Regions from separate parts of the Sus scrofa genome. Here regions 1 and 3 are each linked to region 2. Evidence: chromatin contacts called from public HiChIP or PLAC-seq data. All regions are on one chromosome and are shown on one strand. Each heading gives the region's core, a stretch centred on a gene start, on an enhancer-like site or on the middle of the called end of the contact. The rest is flanking DNA. Distances are from core to core; before and after follow the strand shown. Region 1 holds the start of MOB1B (MOB kinase activator 1B). Region 2 holds the start of RUFY3 (protein RUFY3). Region 3 holds the start of DCK (deoxycytidine kinase).

Evidence for each region. HiChIP or PLAC-seq counts read pairs in DNA pulled down with a chosen protein or histone mark.
Region 1: an H3K27ac HiChIP or PLAC-seq map of alveolar macrophages shows a contact between it and region 2. The contact joins the promoter of MOB1B here to the promoter of RUFY3 in region 2. A contact is called at or near these places in 2 of 2 datasets of contacts at active chromatin or transcription factors (alveolar macrophages and skeletal muscle).
Region 3: an H3K27ac HiChIP or PLAC-seq map of alveolar macrophages shows a contact between it and region 2. The contact joins the promoter of DCK here to the promoter of RUFY3 in region 2. A contact is called at or near these places in 1 of 5 promoter capture datasets (liver), 2 of 47 Hi-C or Micro-C datasets (alveolar macrophages and liver) and 2 of 2 datasets of contacts at active chromatin or transcription factors (alveolar macrophages and skeletal muscle).

Annotation. Positions count from the first base shown.
Region 1 is chr8:67,645,030-67,649,769 of Sscrofa11.1, forward strand. It overlaps MOB1B (MOB kinase activator 1B), which reads left to right and starts at 2,833. Exons shown (of 6, transcript XM_003129073.4): 1 at 2,833-3,170. The coding sequence starts at 3,157.
Region 2 is chr8:67,492,353-67,497,223 of Sscrofa11.1, forward strand. RUFY3 (protein RUFY3) reads left to right here and starts at 2,200. Exons shown (of 18, transcript XM_021101418.1): 1 at 2,200-2,690.
Region 3 is chr8:67,704,867-67,709,641 of Sscrofa11.1, forward strand. It overlaps DCK (deoxycytidine kinase), which reads left to right and starts at 1,795. Exons shown (of 7, transcript XM_003129074.5): 1 at 1,795-2,248. The coding sequence starts at 2,158.

The sequences.
Region 1 (4,740 bases), core at 1,583-4,082, 150 kb after region 2:
GAAATTTTAGGAAGAGAGCACTATGAAACATGGATTGGTGAAGGAGAAATTGGAAGTAGAAATCTCTATTTGAATATATCCGGTTTTGATTCTAAATTGCCCAATATTTTTAAGTGCTGATTAACTTTATTTATTTATTTATTTATTTTCTTTTTTTTTTTTTTTCCTCCTCAGGGCTGTACCCGAGGCATATGGTGGTTCCCAGGCCAGGGGGCCAATCGGAGCTACAGCTGCTAGCCTACATCACAGCCATGGCAATGCAGGATCCGAGCTGTGTCTTCAACCTACACCACAGCTCATGGAAATGCCAGATCCTTAACCCACTGAGCAAGGCCAGGGTTCAAACCCAAAACCTCATCGTTCCTAGTTGGATTTGTTTCTGTTGCACCAGGACGGGAACTCCTTGTGCTGATTAATTTTAAGGGACATTCATTGATTTAAATGTTGACTCTCTGGAATTATAATTTGTATTGTTAACAGAACACCTCTCTCATTTTTAGGACCAATATATTTAAGTTTTATCAGTTGTTAATTTCAAACAGTTTTTCTAATGGTATGATAAAGAAGAACTCAGCAGGTATCTCTGCGGATTCTATCCTCTGCCAATCATTGTCCTGACTCAGAGTCATAGGATTCATTCAAATTTAGTTAGACCAAATGCAAGGCTACCTAAGCCAGCCTACAAACTAGGGAGCAGACGGAAACTGTCTGCCAGTCATTTGAAGCATGACAGAATTTTAGAAAAGTAAGATAACTTAGAAATCATGTAATTATCCAAAGCCCTCATTTTATTATTATTATTATTATTACTATTTTGCTTTTTAGGACCGCATCCATGGCATATGGAAGTTCCCAGGCTAGGGGTCGAATTGGTGCCACAGCTGCTGGCCTACACCACAGCCACAGCAATGCCAGATCCGAGCTGAGTCTGTGACCTACACCACAGCTCACGGTAACGCTGGATCCCCGACCCACTGAGCTAGGCTAGGGATCCAACTCGAGTCCTCATGGATACTAGTTGGATTCGTTTCACTCCGCGACGATGGGAACTCCCAAAGCCCTTATTTTAAAGGGGTGAAACTGTTGTACTAACAGGTTAACAGACTTACTTTTGCCAAAGTAAAAGATAATATCCCAATCTGGTAACTCAAGTCTTACTTTTAGAAGACTCTTAAGGAATTGTATAGTCTATCAGTGTCATATCAAGATCTGGAACACAGGGCCTCTATATCATATATCCATTTTTTTTTTTTTTTTTTTTGCTTTTTAGGGTCGCTCCTGAGGCTAGAGGTCCAATCAGAGCTAAAGCTGCTGGCCTACACCACAGCCACAGCAACGCAGGATCTGAGACACGTAATGCAACCTACACCACAGCTCACTGCAATGACAGATCCTTAACCCACTGAGCAAGGCCAGGGTTCAAACCCGCAACCTCATGGTTCCTAGTCAGATTCATTTCTGCTGCACCACGACGGGAACTATTTTCATTTTAGTAAGATAACTCCTCTTTTCCCCTCGTTTCCAACATCTTTGGAACCTTTAAGTCTTTTCAAATTATTCCAGTGACCTCTGCTATTCCTGAGATAGTATCAAGGCTTCAATATTTTTTTCTGTTTTTAAAAATGGTTTGATTTACTGACATGCCAAACTACTAGTATGTAAACGCAACAGAATACCTTTCATATTGGCACCTCCTTCAGGTCCATTAGCCGAGGGTGGTTTACTAGCCGCACATAATTTATGCTTTGTTTAGATTCTTTGAAAAGTTACTTGTAGATTTAGTGGGTGTTTTAAAGAAGATGGACGTCTCTTTGCAATATAAACGGTTACCCAAAACGATAAAGCTGTGGTGGGCTGGTCATCGGTGGCAATTCTGATAAAGCATTTCCGAGGTTAAAGTCCATTATAGCCATTTGGCACATGATACACAAAACATTCTAGCAGTTAGAAAAGATTAGTCCCCCTTACTGAGGGACTTGCATTTCACACACTGAAGGGACCCAGGGCAAGGCTTTATAATCCATTTAAGAATGCTCCACGTATCTTGAATAGGCCATCACATCAATTTTCCCAGCTGCTGACGACGGCCTCACTTGCCTGTTAGTGACGGACTTTGACCATCTCCTAGTTCAGGGTTTTAAAATATGCCCATAAAATGACAACTTGGGGAGTTCCCGTCGTGGCGCAGTGGTTAACGAATCCGACTAGGAACCATGAGGTTGCAGGTTCGGTCCCTGGCCTTGTTCAGTGGGTGAAGGATTGGGCGTTGCTGTGACCTGTGGTGTAGGTTGCAGACGCGGCTCGGATCCCGCGTTGCTGTGGCTCTGGCTAGGCCGGTGGCTACAGCTCCGATTCGACCCCTAGCCTGGGAACCTCCATATGCCGCAGGAGCGGCCCAAAGAAATAGCAAAAAGACAAAAAAAAAAAAAAAAAAAACCAAAAACTTAGATCCTTTCCTCTCATCTGGCGGAACCACACCCTAACCATTCCAACCAGATGAAACTCTCTCCTGTTTTTTATACACTTAGCAGAGAGACTCCGTAACCTTTCATCTGGGCACTCAGTGGGCAGAACTCTGGTGGCAATTCCATCCCTCACTGCAGGACCCTGACATGCGGGCGCTGAAGCCCATTTCCTTCCTGACCTCTAGGCAGCTCCGAGTGCTTTGCCACGACCCCCACCCGGGCAGACTGGACTGACCCACGGGCTGGCCCTTGCGTACTCGTGGGGCGTGGTCCAGGGCTGCGAAGGTGTCCAGACCAAGAGAGACCCGGGACCATAACGGGAGGGGTGGGGTGGGCGCGCGCCTCTCTCGCGAGAGCTCGCTGGTGGAGGCCGAGAGGGGCTGGGGACCAGGAGGTGGGGAATAGCTCGGCGGCTGCGACGCAGTTCTCCCGGGAGCAGGCGAGCCTCCCTTTCCCCGCCTCCCTTCGCTTCCCCTCCCATTGAGTGATTCAAGCCGTGCGCTTCCCACTTCCGCCCCCTCTGCCTGCCATTGGAACTAGCAGAGCCGAAGAAGTTGCGGCCGCCGAGCAGCCGGCGCTCCCCGCCTCCTCTTCGTCCTCGTCCTTCTCTTCCTCTCCTGGCCTGGCCTGGCCGCCGCCGCCGCCCAGAGGCCTCGCGACCGCCGAGCCCGCAGCCCGCCCCGCGGCCGACATGAGCTTCTTGTTGTGAGTAGCCGGACCCCGCGCGCGCCGGCTTTGTTCAGGCGACCTGGGCCGCGGCCCCCACCGCCTGCCTTGTCTCTCGCTGCTCGCGCCGGGCGTCCCCACCGCGCAGGTCTCCGGGAACCTGACCCAAGAGCTCGCGGAGCCTGATGGCCGCCGCCTCCCGAACCCGCTTCGAGCACGCAGGGACTCCTCCAGCCCCCTCTCTCTACCTCGACCCCAAACTCGACACATCCGATTTCTGCTCCCGCATTTCTGCATCACCACAGCCTTTGCTCGTGTTCCTCTCTTGCGTGTGTTTGCACGCTTAGAGACCTCCCACTCTCCTGCACGGCCTGTTTCCGACGCGTGCCGGTTGCCGTCTCCGTCTGCCCTGCCCATTGCTTTTTTCTAGGTTCTGAGCACAGAAGATAGAGCTTTCTACTTGCTCCTTTCACCCCAGGACCCTTTCACTCCCACTTAGGTTTTAGGAGTGGAAAGTTGGGGTGATAAGTCTTGTGAAGGTAACACTTTAACGAGGCTGCTTGTGGGCCAGGATCCCCTGGTGACAGCCTGGGGTCTTGGGGGCTGGAGCGCCTTGCTTTCTCGAGGTGCCCCCTCCTGCCGGTGTGCTCCCCTGAAGAGTAAGGCTTTATCCTTTTAGACAACCACCAAGTAGGGTCTGGGTGTGTGCCCTGGGTTGCTTAGGTCCACTGGGGAGTTGTTTTGCAAATCATTTGTAAATAGCAACTCAACGTCACATTTAGTGCTGGTCATTATTTCCCTTATCGTTTATTGCAGACGAGTTGAGGGTGGATGGGCAGAAAGATAGGGTGGCTGGATGGGAGTTTGGTGGAAGCAGGCAAGCCTCAGGTCCTCATAAAACAGGACCTCACACCCCGGGGAATTACTTTTTTGAAGGCTTTGTTGTGATTCATCTCTGTTTCTTCTGTGCTTAGAAAGCTAATAAAAAATTGGAATTAAAACCCACCCTATATGTCTTTTACTGTTGTGGAGAAAATTAGCATTTATATTTTCTGTTCCAGTTTTCTTTTTTCCCCCACATCCCATAATTTTTTGTCATCACATTGATACCTGAATTTTGAGAATTTAACCCTTATTTTCACAAGCTGATATCTCCAATGTTAATCCTTTTTAGGGTGTTTAAGCAAAACTGAGTGATCACAGAAGGCTAACCCGCAGGCGAGCTTGCCAATATTTCTAGTGAGCACAGAGACATCTGGCTTGTGTCAACCTGCCTAACACGTTTGAGCTTGTGAAACCTCTCTTAGGCTCATCCTAGAAGTGGATTCTGAGTTTGTCAGATAGATAGTGCTAGATGAGATGACTGAGCAACTTGGAAGTCTTTGTTTCCTATTTTAGTTTGACTCAAGATATCCAGGCATTTGGGCTTGCAGCTTCTTCTCACCTTGAGTAGTTTTTACATTACCCATGTTAGGTTTCTTCATAAAGTTAGAAGCTGTCTTTGAAATAGCAATGTAGATGCGGTCGTTGGCTGCTTCTGAAGGGCCTGTGTTTCTTGGAACTCCTAGGTAAAATTGATTGAAGCAGGGAAGAACTGTATTTAGCTGAA
Region 2 (4,871 bases), core at 950-3,449:
CAATTACTAAAAATAAAATTCAACTTTTTAAATAAAGTTGAAAAGTTCCTCTTGCTTCATTTTACAGGAAAATCAATAGAGCTTGATTCTTACAATGGCTTTGATTTTGTCACTTTAAAACAGTGTAGGAAGATGTTCTGTGATTTTACAAAAAGGAACAATCAGTTTAGGCTTGTTTTTATAAGCTTAGCTTCCCTAAATGTTGTGTAGCAGCTGAATCAGCCGTTTTTGTCACTAAAGCTTATATAGAGCTGTGATTATAATATTGATCCAAAAGCTAAAAGCATAAGAAACTAGAAACTTGGAGTACCATCTACCTTTAAAGAAAATGTCCATAAATAGCTTTGCCTATAAATTTTAAAGAATTCATATTTCAGCTGATTTTCTATATTCATTGCACTGCCACTTAATTAATGACATAAGGCATAAATAGAACTATTTTTAAAATTAAAGAGGCACCAAAAAAACCAAAACAAAACAAAAATCAATATACTGCAAGATTCCACAGCAGGTCAATATTTCTAATACCTACATGTAACCTCTACTAACCAGAAAGGAGAAAGCTGGTAATTTAGACTAGATAGAGTTTCATACTTTGTTTACTTGGTGACTCCCTTGGCTAATCACTGGCCTTTCTCAAGAGTGATTTGTGAGGAATCTGCTGTCTTGTCTTCTTCTTCTTTTTTTTCTCTTTCTTTAGGGCTGCACCCTAAAGCTCCCAGGCTAGGGGTCAAATCAGAGCTACAGCTGCCGGCCTACACCATAGCCACAGCAACACCAGATCCTTAACCCATGAAGCAAGGCCAGGGGTTGAACCCCCATCCCCGTGGATCCTAGTCGGGGTTGTTAACTCCTGAGCCATGAAGGGAACTCTCTGCTGTCTTTTCTTCTATCCACAATGGGATGAATGTATATTCTGGTCAAAATTTTACTGAAAAATTGCAAAACATCTTTGAGAAGGGAGCTGACAGGAATACAATGATACTTAGAAATTTCTGCATGCAAAAACAAGGTAAAAGATCCAGTTAAGGATGGGTATTAAACCTATATAATACACCTGGAATCTTTTAGTTCTTCTCCTCAAGGTATTATACCTTGAAGAAACGTTTGTAATTCCTAAAAGGCAATTATGTTTTATTTTATTTATTTTAATCTTTTTTGCTTTTTAGGGCTGCACCCCAGGCAGATGGAAGTTCCCAAGCCAGGGGTCAAATGGGAGCTCTAGCTGCTGGCCTATACCACAGCAACGCCAGATCCAAGCCATGTCTGGGACCTACACCATAGCTCACCGCAGGTGGAATCCTTAACCCACCGACTGAGGCCAGAGATTGAACCTGGGTCCTCATGGACTGTTACTGCTGAGCCATGAAGGGAACTCTGGCAGTTATTGTTTTTATCAAGACACCTACCCTCACCAAGACTGAAATGAAAAGGCCCAACAAATTCCAAGTGCTAAAGATATGATGAAAAAGCTTTTCTCCCCCTCAATTTTGTTTTTATTATTGTAAGTCACATGGTGTTTTACTAAAATAATAATACATAACTAATAATAATTAATTTTCCCTTTGCCAGAACAGGAATCCAGGCTCTGAGAGAAATGCCTTACTCCAGCAGGCACTAGCACTGAAATCAACAGGTCAGGGAAATGCCAGAAACTAAGACTACTAAGAGATTTTCTGACTGCTTGAAATTAGCTTCTTGTAAACATATGTTTGGTTTAAAAGATTTGGTGAAAGATAGTATTAGAAATCTCAAGGTAATTTCTTGTAATTTCAAGAGTTATTTTCAGAGAACAAAAATTAAAAGGTTTACTTTTCCTTTCAGAGAAGCATAATTTCCTCTACAAATGGCAAGACAGACCAGAGAAAGGAGGAAAAGCAGGTGGAGCAAATGTTACACAACAGTGATTTTTAATTATGAGTCAACATGGATTCTCTGCCAGCATCTTCCACCCCGAACACAAAACCAGCTAGAAACTACGGGGTCACGTTCGTGGAATCCAGCGTAAAAAAATAACAGTAACTGCAAATTGTCTGCATTAAAGAAGGAAATGTTTACTTATGGGAATGACTGGATCACTAATCGTTGATTCTAATAGTGAAAATAAAGCAACAGCGGCCAATTACTAGCTAGACACAGGCACTATGAAAGTGAAAGCTGTCGACCTCTAATAGAGGCTTGTCGTATAAATTCTAAGCTGTTCGGTTTAAGACGCATTCATGCGCATCCAGAACACCGGAAAACCAGGGAGTGAAAGTCAAAGCAAATACAAGATTTCTACACAGCGCACATGACCAGGAACAAAAGACGTGGGAGAAGGAAGATACCCACCTCCAGTTTCTCACATTAAAAAGCTCACGAATCAAAACTGCGACTCAACGGTTAAAGTTACAATGTGTGCCAAGCAAATGGCACAGTTTAACGCCGGGCGGGGGGGAGGGGGTGGGCAGGTTCCTTTTCAAAATTGGCTTTCGCCCTTTCTTCAACCCATATCTTTGTGCCTCTGGGCTGCCGATGAAGTTAGGTGGTAACACACACAGCAGCGCCGCTAGATTTTCGCCAGGCCTCACACCGTACAAGCACCGGGAGCAAACACACCTGACCGCCTAGGAGGGCCGTTCCGGGGGCGGGGAAGGCCGAGGCACCGGGTGCCGTCTCCTCCCCCCAGCGCCGCGGGAGCCCAGAGGAAGGTGGGCAGTGGGAAGCGGCGGAGGCCGCCCCCTAGGGGAGCCGCGCCGCAGGCTTGGGGGCCCGGGCGGGAGGGGCAGTCGGGAGGAGGCGGCCGGTAGGGAGACCGCGCCGTCGGGCGGGGCGGGCCCTCCAGCTGGCTCAAACCCCGGCGGGGCGAGCTGTAGACCGAGCGGCGGAGCCCAGACGCCGGCCCGTAGCCAAGGAGGAAGGTGGCGGCGGTGCGGACGGGACGGGGCGGCGGCTCACCGCCGTGACCCTCTGCTTTCGCCCAAGCCCGGGCGCCACTCCGAGGCGGCGGCGAAGGAAGAAACGAGCATGGCTGAGACCTCGCCGCCGCCCGCCACCGGCGCGGAAAGTTGCAGCGAGGAGCCGGCGAGGGGCGGGAAGCAGCGGCAGGAGGAGCGGCGCCGCGCTCCAGCCGGGGGCGCGGACCGGGAGGACAAGGCGGGGCCGCCGCTGGCCTCCCCCCCGGGGCCCTCGGAGCCCGGCTCGCCGGTAGCCGCCCCCTTCTTCCTGCTCTACCCGGGCGATGGAGGCGCCGGCTTCGTAGCGCGCCCGCCGCCGCAGCAGCAACAGCGCGCCTGGAGGACTCCGCCGTCGCCGGGCTCCCCGCTGCCCTTCCTGTTGCTGAGCTACCCGAGCGGCGGCGGCGGCGGCGGCGGCAGCGGCGGCAAACACCGTGAGTGGCCGCCGGACAGGGGGACGCGGGCGGGGAAGGGGGGGCCTGGGCTGGGAAGGGCCAGCCCGGCTCCGCGGAGCTCCGCCTCCCGCTGGGTCCCGGGAACGGAGCCGGGTCGGCGGAGAGGAGGGGGCGCTGGGGGCGGCTCTCGGAAAGCTCCGGGCCCGGGGCGCAGGGGGCGGCGGCGACCGGGCGCGGAACTGTTTACCTCCGAGTCTCCCCAGGCCGCAGGCGCCCGCCCGGCGTCCCCTCCCCGCCCCTCCCGGGCCGGGCGCTTGTCCTCCCAGCCTCCCACGTGCTTGCGGGCTCCCAGCCCCGGGTTTCTGCTGGGAGCCTTCCCCGGAGCGGTCGGGGAGGGGGCGTCCCGGCAGCCCGGCCCGCCCGCCTTCTGCGGGTTCCCAGCGCAGCGGCGGCCGAGTGGGTGTGGCTGCTGCGCCGCCGCCGCCCGCGTGGCCTCGGTTGGACCACTCAATTTTTTACGAGCATTCACTCCACACCCGTAAAGATCACAGATCCATCCCCCAGGATGGGAAGAGAAATCAGGAAACAGTGCGTGCGATGATGAGAAGGGGAAAAAGTATGGCTTTGAGAGGACACTTTCCAGGATGATATGATTTGACAGCAAGAGGCCTCCACCTTTTAAAACCACTGTCACCGGAGCCCTCTGAATGTGGAGGACCCCACTTGGTCCTGTTTCAGTCAGTAAATGTCCGTTGCTGCTTGTAGTGAGCGGGGCCTTAGAGTAGACAATGTGTTAAAAGACTCTTGGAGGAGTGTTAAGTCTGGTTTAAAAAGACACGATCTTAGAGTATGAAAATGATTCGATACAATTTGTAATATATATGCCCAATACTTTGCTGTATGAGTTCTGAAAAGGGAGAGACGCTTGCCTAGGTGAAGAGGGAATCAGTTAATCTCTTTGTCTCTGTCTCTCTCTCTCAGAGAGAGCTAGAGATTTCTTTTTAGCACCAAAGCAAACCTGTTGACTTCTGCACTGCCAAGATACCCTGACTTTGACTTTTCTGCCCCAGATCCATCCACTAGAAAAAGAGTAATGTTAGCTGAATATTTCCTAAGTGCATGTGTTGTGATTTTCATAGTTCAGCTCTCATCTCTGTGAGCCAAATGTGCCACATTTTTAGGTGAGGCGGCTGAGCATGTGTGTGGTTTCAGTAATTTGTCCGAAGTTATGTACAGTGTGAAAGAAGGGATGAAATTGACAAATTCCTTGCCTAAGGAGTCTACGCTCTTTAAGTGAATACCAGACATCCAAAACGGTGATTGGATAGTTCTTCCCTTGATTAGGGTCCTTTGGATTCAGCTCTAGGGAGTCCTTTGTTATCTTCTCTTAATTACTTGCCTAGAATGGGGGCCAACACTGACCATTGACTAAGAGTCTGAGTAAAACCATAGTTTGTGTGTTGCTACTAATCTACTAACCTCCTAATAGGAATGTCTAAGGTCGGACATGAGTCTTTTTATAAGCAGAGAAGATAAAAAT
Region 3 (4,775 bases), core at 545-3,044, 210 kb after region 2:
ATAGGGATAAACAAAGGCAATATACATAAATAATAGCATAACAACACAATATTGGAAAGTTACAAAAAATGATTTTTGCTGTTTTCATCCTCGAGTCACATTTTGATTTCTGCCCTTTATTTCAGAACAGCTTCATTTATCTTCCTTGTTGTGATTCCACCTTTAGATTCATTTCAGATCTGATTGACAGTTGTAAGGTAGAAAAGAGTAACAGGGCCTTTGGTTTCTGTAGACAATTTGAACTTGGGCACTTCCAGCCCGGGCAGTGACCTGTTTACTAGGTCTTTACCATGACTGAAAATGAATTCCTCTGGGTGTGTCTGCATTTGTCCCCAATTAGATGAGTCATCCAGCAGAGGACATGGCATATAAGGAAGCACTCAAATATTCAACATACATTTGTTAACCACCAGGTGTAGGGCAAGCAAAGTTAATTAGTTTTATAGTATGCTGAAAAGAAACCTACTCAGTGTGGTGACTTATTCTCATCACTGTAGGAGTGTAGAATTTTTTTCCTCTCAGGCTCTTTGGCTGACCTAATCATTGATGTAAGACAGATTAATAGCAGAAAAGCATTTAATTACATATAAAGTCCCCTTAAAAATATGAGAATCAATGAAATGACCAAAGCGGGAAGCTTTTATACCTTTTAGACAAATAATAAATTTGTGAAGAAGCCACAAGAGGAAGGGTTTGGGCCAGTTGTAGTAAATTGATGAAACAGTAACAAGGTTTATTTATCCAGCCTTCTCTGCCCTGAATTCCCAATCTCTGATAATAAGGATGCTTTCTACCCTCTTGGTACAGGGAGGGTACCTTTTACATGAGAGATTTATTTCCTGCTTTCAGGTAGGAACAAAGGGTCAGAGGTTCTTATTTAATCCAAAATAATATGCCAGAGTGGCATATTCAGGGTGGCATATTCCAACCCCTTCAACGCAAAGCGCCATCCATATCAGGATATGAGAGATCAGGAGGTGGCATCTGAAAACCTAACTTTCTATCCCATTTCCACTCACTGACTTGGAGACTTAACAGTAGCCCCTCAGTGCCTGGCTCCTCACTGATAAAGGAGCTCATGGTGAGATCTGTGGCACCTGATTGCTAGTTAATTCAAGAAAAACGCTGGAAATACCGTCTACACGCAAGAATGCAATTACATTCCCTGAGGGCTGGGGTGCCTAGCGCCATCTAGCCTGCGACAGTCCTCCTGGCTGAGAATTCCTGGGACTCCGTTTTTCTACTACTCATTGCTTCCCTCTGACAAGTTTAAAGTCCAGCTGACTCGGAGTTCCCATCATGGCTCAGTGTTAAAGAACCCGACTAGGAACCATGAGGTTGCGGGTTCCATCCGTGGCCTTGCTCAGCAGGTTAAGGATCTGGTGTTGCCATGAGCTGTGGTCTAGGTCGCAGACCTGGCTCGGATCTGGCGTTGCTGTGGCGTAGGCTGGCGGCTACAGCTCTGATTAGACTCCTGGAAACCTCCATATGACCCCAGAGCGGCCCTAGAAAAGGCAAAAAGACCAAAAAAAAAAAAAAAGACAAAAAAGCCCAACCAATTCGGTCCAGATGCTCTGAGTCCACAGGCCCCACAGGGGAGGGGAGTTCTCCGAAACCCAGCCCACTCCAGGTGACTAGCGAAGGTGACGAGCGAAGGAGACGCCCCCTGCCCCTGGGCGCCCTTCGACCTTGGGTGCCCGCGCCGGTTCCCAGCCAATTCCGGGAACGCCCCTCCGCCCCAGCTTGCTGGGAAAAGGCGCGCCGGCGCGCGCGCGGTCCCGCCCCCCGCTCAGCTCCCGCGGCCCCGTCCCCAGTTCCCGCGTGACCCGACGTGCCGGGCGCGCACGTAGGGGCCCCCCGCCCCAGCCGAAGGGGGCGAAGGCCGAGGGGCCGAGGCGGGATCTCGGGTTTGAGAGAAAGCGGGGGCGTGGCTTCCTCGCTGGGTGGGCGGCCACTCTGCAGCCCCGCCCCCGTCGGCAGCTGACTCCGCGCGCCAAAATCAAACCCGCGGGCCCGCCGTCCGGAGAACCTGCAAGGGGTGAGGGTTCCGCGTGCGGGTCCACACGAGCTCCGCGGTAGCGTGAGCCCCGGCGCGCGCAGTCTGCGGCACCTCCCAGCCCCCTTGCCCAACGCCCTCGGGGCCGCCACGGGCGAGGCATGGCCACCCCCCCCAAGAGGAGCTGCCCGTCTTCCCCAGCCAGCTCAGAGGGGAACCGCATCAAGAAAATTTCCATTGAAGGGAACATCGGTAAGGAGCCTCGGGAAATGTTGGTCCAAAAGCGGGGGTAGTCACGGCGGCGACGGCTGCTGAAGCACGCCCTCGCCGCGTCGCTTCTGTGGGGGCTTTCCGCCCTGCCTAGTGCTGTGTGTGGATGCGGACGCGCCTTCAGGCTTGTGCCTCCGAAAGCATCCTTCTCTGCCTTCCCCAGCTTCCCTCCCGGCCGGGGGTGGCAGCTCTGCGCGTTAGGCCCCAGGCCCGCGAGCCCTAGGAAGCGCGCCTCGGGTTCTTTTCATCCTCTTTGTTGGGACCGCGCACAAGGAAGGGTTTTTGGTTTTGTTTCTGTTTTATTTTTATTTATTTATTTTTAGGATGCGTGTTTGTGTCAGTTCTTGAGGTGTAGTTTACATAGGTTAAATTGTCCCTTTTTAGGCATACTTCTTACTCTATGAGGTTTTTTTTGTTTTTTGTCTTTTTGCTATTTCTTTGGGCCGCTTCCGTGGCATAAGGAGGTTCCCAGGCTAGGGGTCGAATCGGAGCTGCAGCCACCAGCCTACGCCAGAGCCACAGCAACGCGGGATCCGAGCCGCGTCTGCAACCTATACCACAGCTCACTGCAACGCCGGATCATTAACTCACTGAGCAAGGGCAGGGACCGAACCCACAACGTCATGGTTCCTAGTCGGATTCGTTCACTACTGCGCCACGACGGGAACTCCCCCTCTATGAGGTTTGACAATGTTTTACTACCACCACCAAGATTGAGTCAGAACGTTTCCATCACTGCACAAAGTCCTTCTTGCTCTTTTGTCGTCAGCCCCCTCTCCGTTCCTACCCCCTGGCAAGCACTGATCTGATTTCTATTCCTGTCAAGTTTTGCCTTTTCCAGAATGTCATATAAATGAAATCTAAGCATGTAGCCTTTGGTGTCTTGCTTCTCAAATTTAGCGAAATGTTTTTAGATTTATTCATGTCACTTGTACCTGTGGTTTGTTCTTTTTTGTTGCTGAGTGGTATATCCATTGCATGGATATACTACAGTTTATTTCTTCCTAGTTGTGGACTTTTGGATTGTTTCCAATAATTAGATTATGAATAAAACTGCTGTGAACATTCAGGTACAAGGCAAGAGGTTTTGTCATTTTGTAAGACACATGAACTCTCGATTCCTCTCTATTTCCTACCACAGTAAACCTGTGCCTGATACTTCCTGTTTTGATAGGATTTTTTTTGGTCCCAAGTTAGGTACTGGCCATTCATGCATATAGGGGATGTTTTTAAACTCTTACCACCTTCAAAACACTGTAGTTCTCGAAAAAGGCAATGCAAAGTTGCTTTAGCAGCATTCCGAGGCATGGAAAAAGCTGTACACACTCTGGAAGAGGATATCTTGTTTCACTGCTCCAGTGTTAAGGAGCTGGTGGGAAAGATACATGTGATAGACTCTCACATCCTCTTAGCTGGATAAGTTCTTTGAAGGTGAATGTTTACTAGTATGATTCATCAAAGTACTTATTGGAAATAGAAGACCATATATAAAGACAGGAGAAAGTAGTTGAAAAAAGCCATTTCAAAAGTAAATTGGAATGAACAACCTCTCAGATCTATACCACAATGAATTAATCACTTCCCTTTCCTAAATCCGGTCAAACAACATATGATATCTAGGCATTTACTTCCTTCTAAACATCTTTAATCTTCTCAGCACCTGAAATAATTTCCTAATATGTCCCCATCTCCAGTTTCTCTAAATTCTTCCAGAGCCGTCTTTCTATATATAGACATGATTGTTTTGTCCCCTGCTTGAAATTTTCTTACCTCCCCATTACCTATGCTGAAAGGAGTTGCAAACTAATGGCCTGCATTTATACAATATCAGCCTGACCAGATTTGAAAACTATTTTTTAATTAATTACTGGTATTTAAAAATGTTGAGATTTCCCATAAACATCTAGATTCTTGGCTTCTCTTAAAATCTGAAGATCTGGTAACACTGGGCCTGTGTTTCTGTAAGACAATAATTTGCTCTTTAGATAGGATGTTCTTTACCACTTAATTGTTTTCCCTGACACTGGCTTTGTCAGTTGCTGTTTATTAATGCTTCCGCACTGTTGTTGATAGGCCCTCTGCCTTACTTGCTAGGCCCAAATAAACCATAATTGTACAAGTTGTTGATCTGTATGTTAAAGACTATTTTGTGATTCCTCTATTTTTTAAAATTTGAACTGACTGATCATTTTCATTTCACACTCATGTAACTCATTTTCTCATGTTCTCCGTTAAAAAATACTCCCTTATGTTAGATTTTGGAGGCCTTGCCTACTTCTCATCTTAATGGTCTGTATAGAATGATTTTTGGCATCATAATGCCTGCTTAGCGTTAGTGATTTTGTTGGGTCTCATACTTTTTATTTATTTATTTATTTTGGCCCCACACATGGCATGTAAACTTCCTGAGCGAGGGATCAAACCCATGGCAAAACAGCGACTCAAGCCATAGCAGTGACAACGCTGGATCCTTAACCTGCTATGTCACGAGAGAACTCCTCCTGTGACT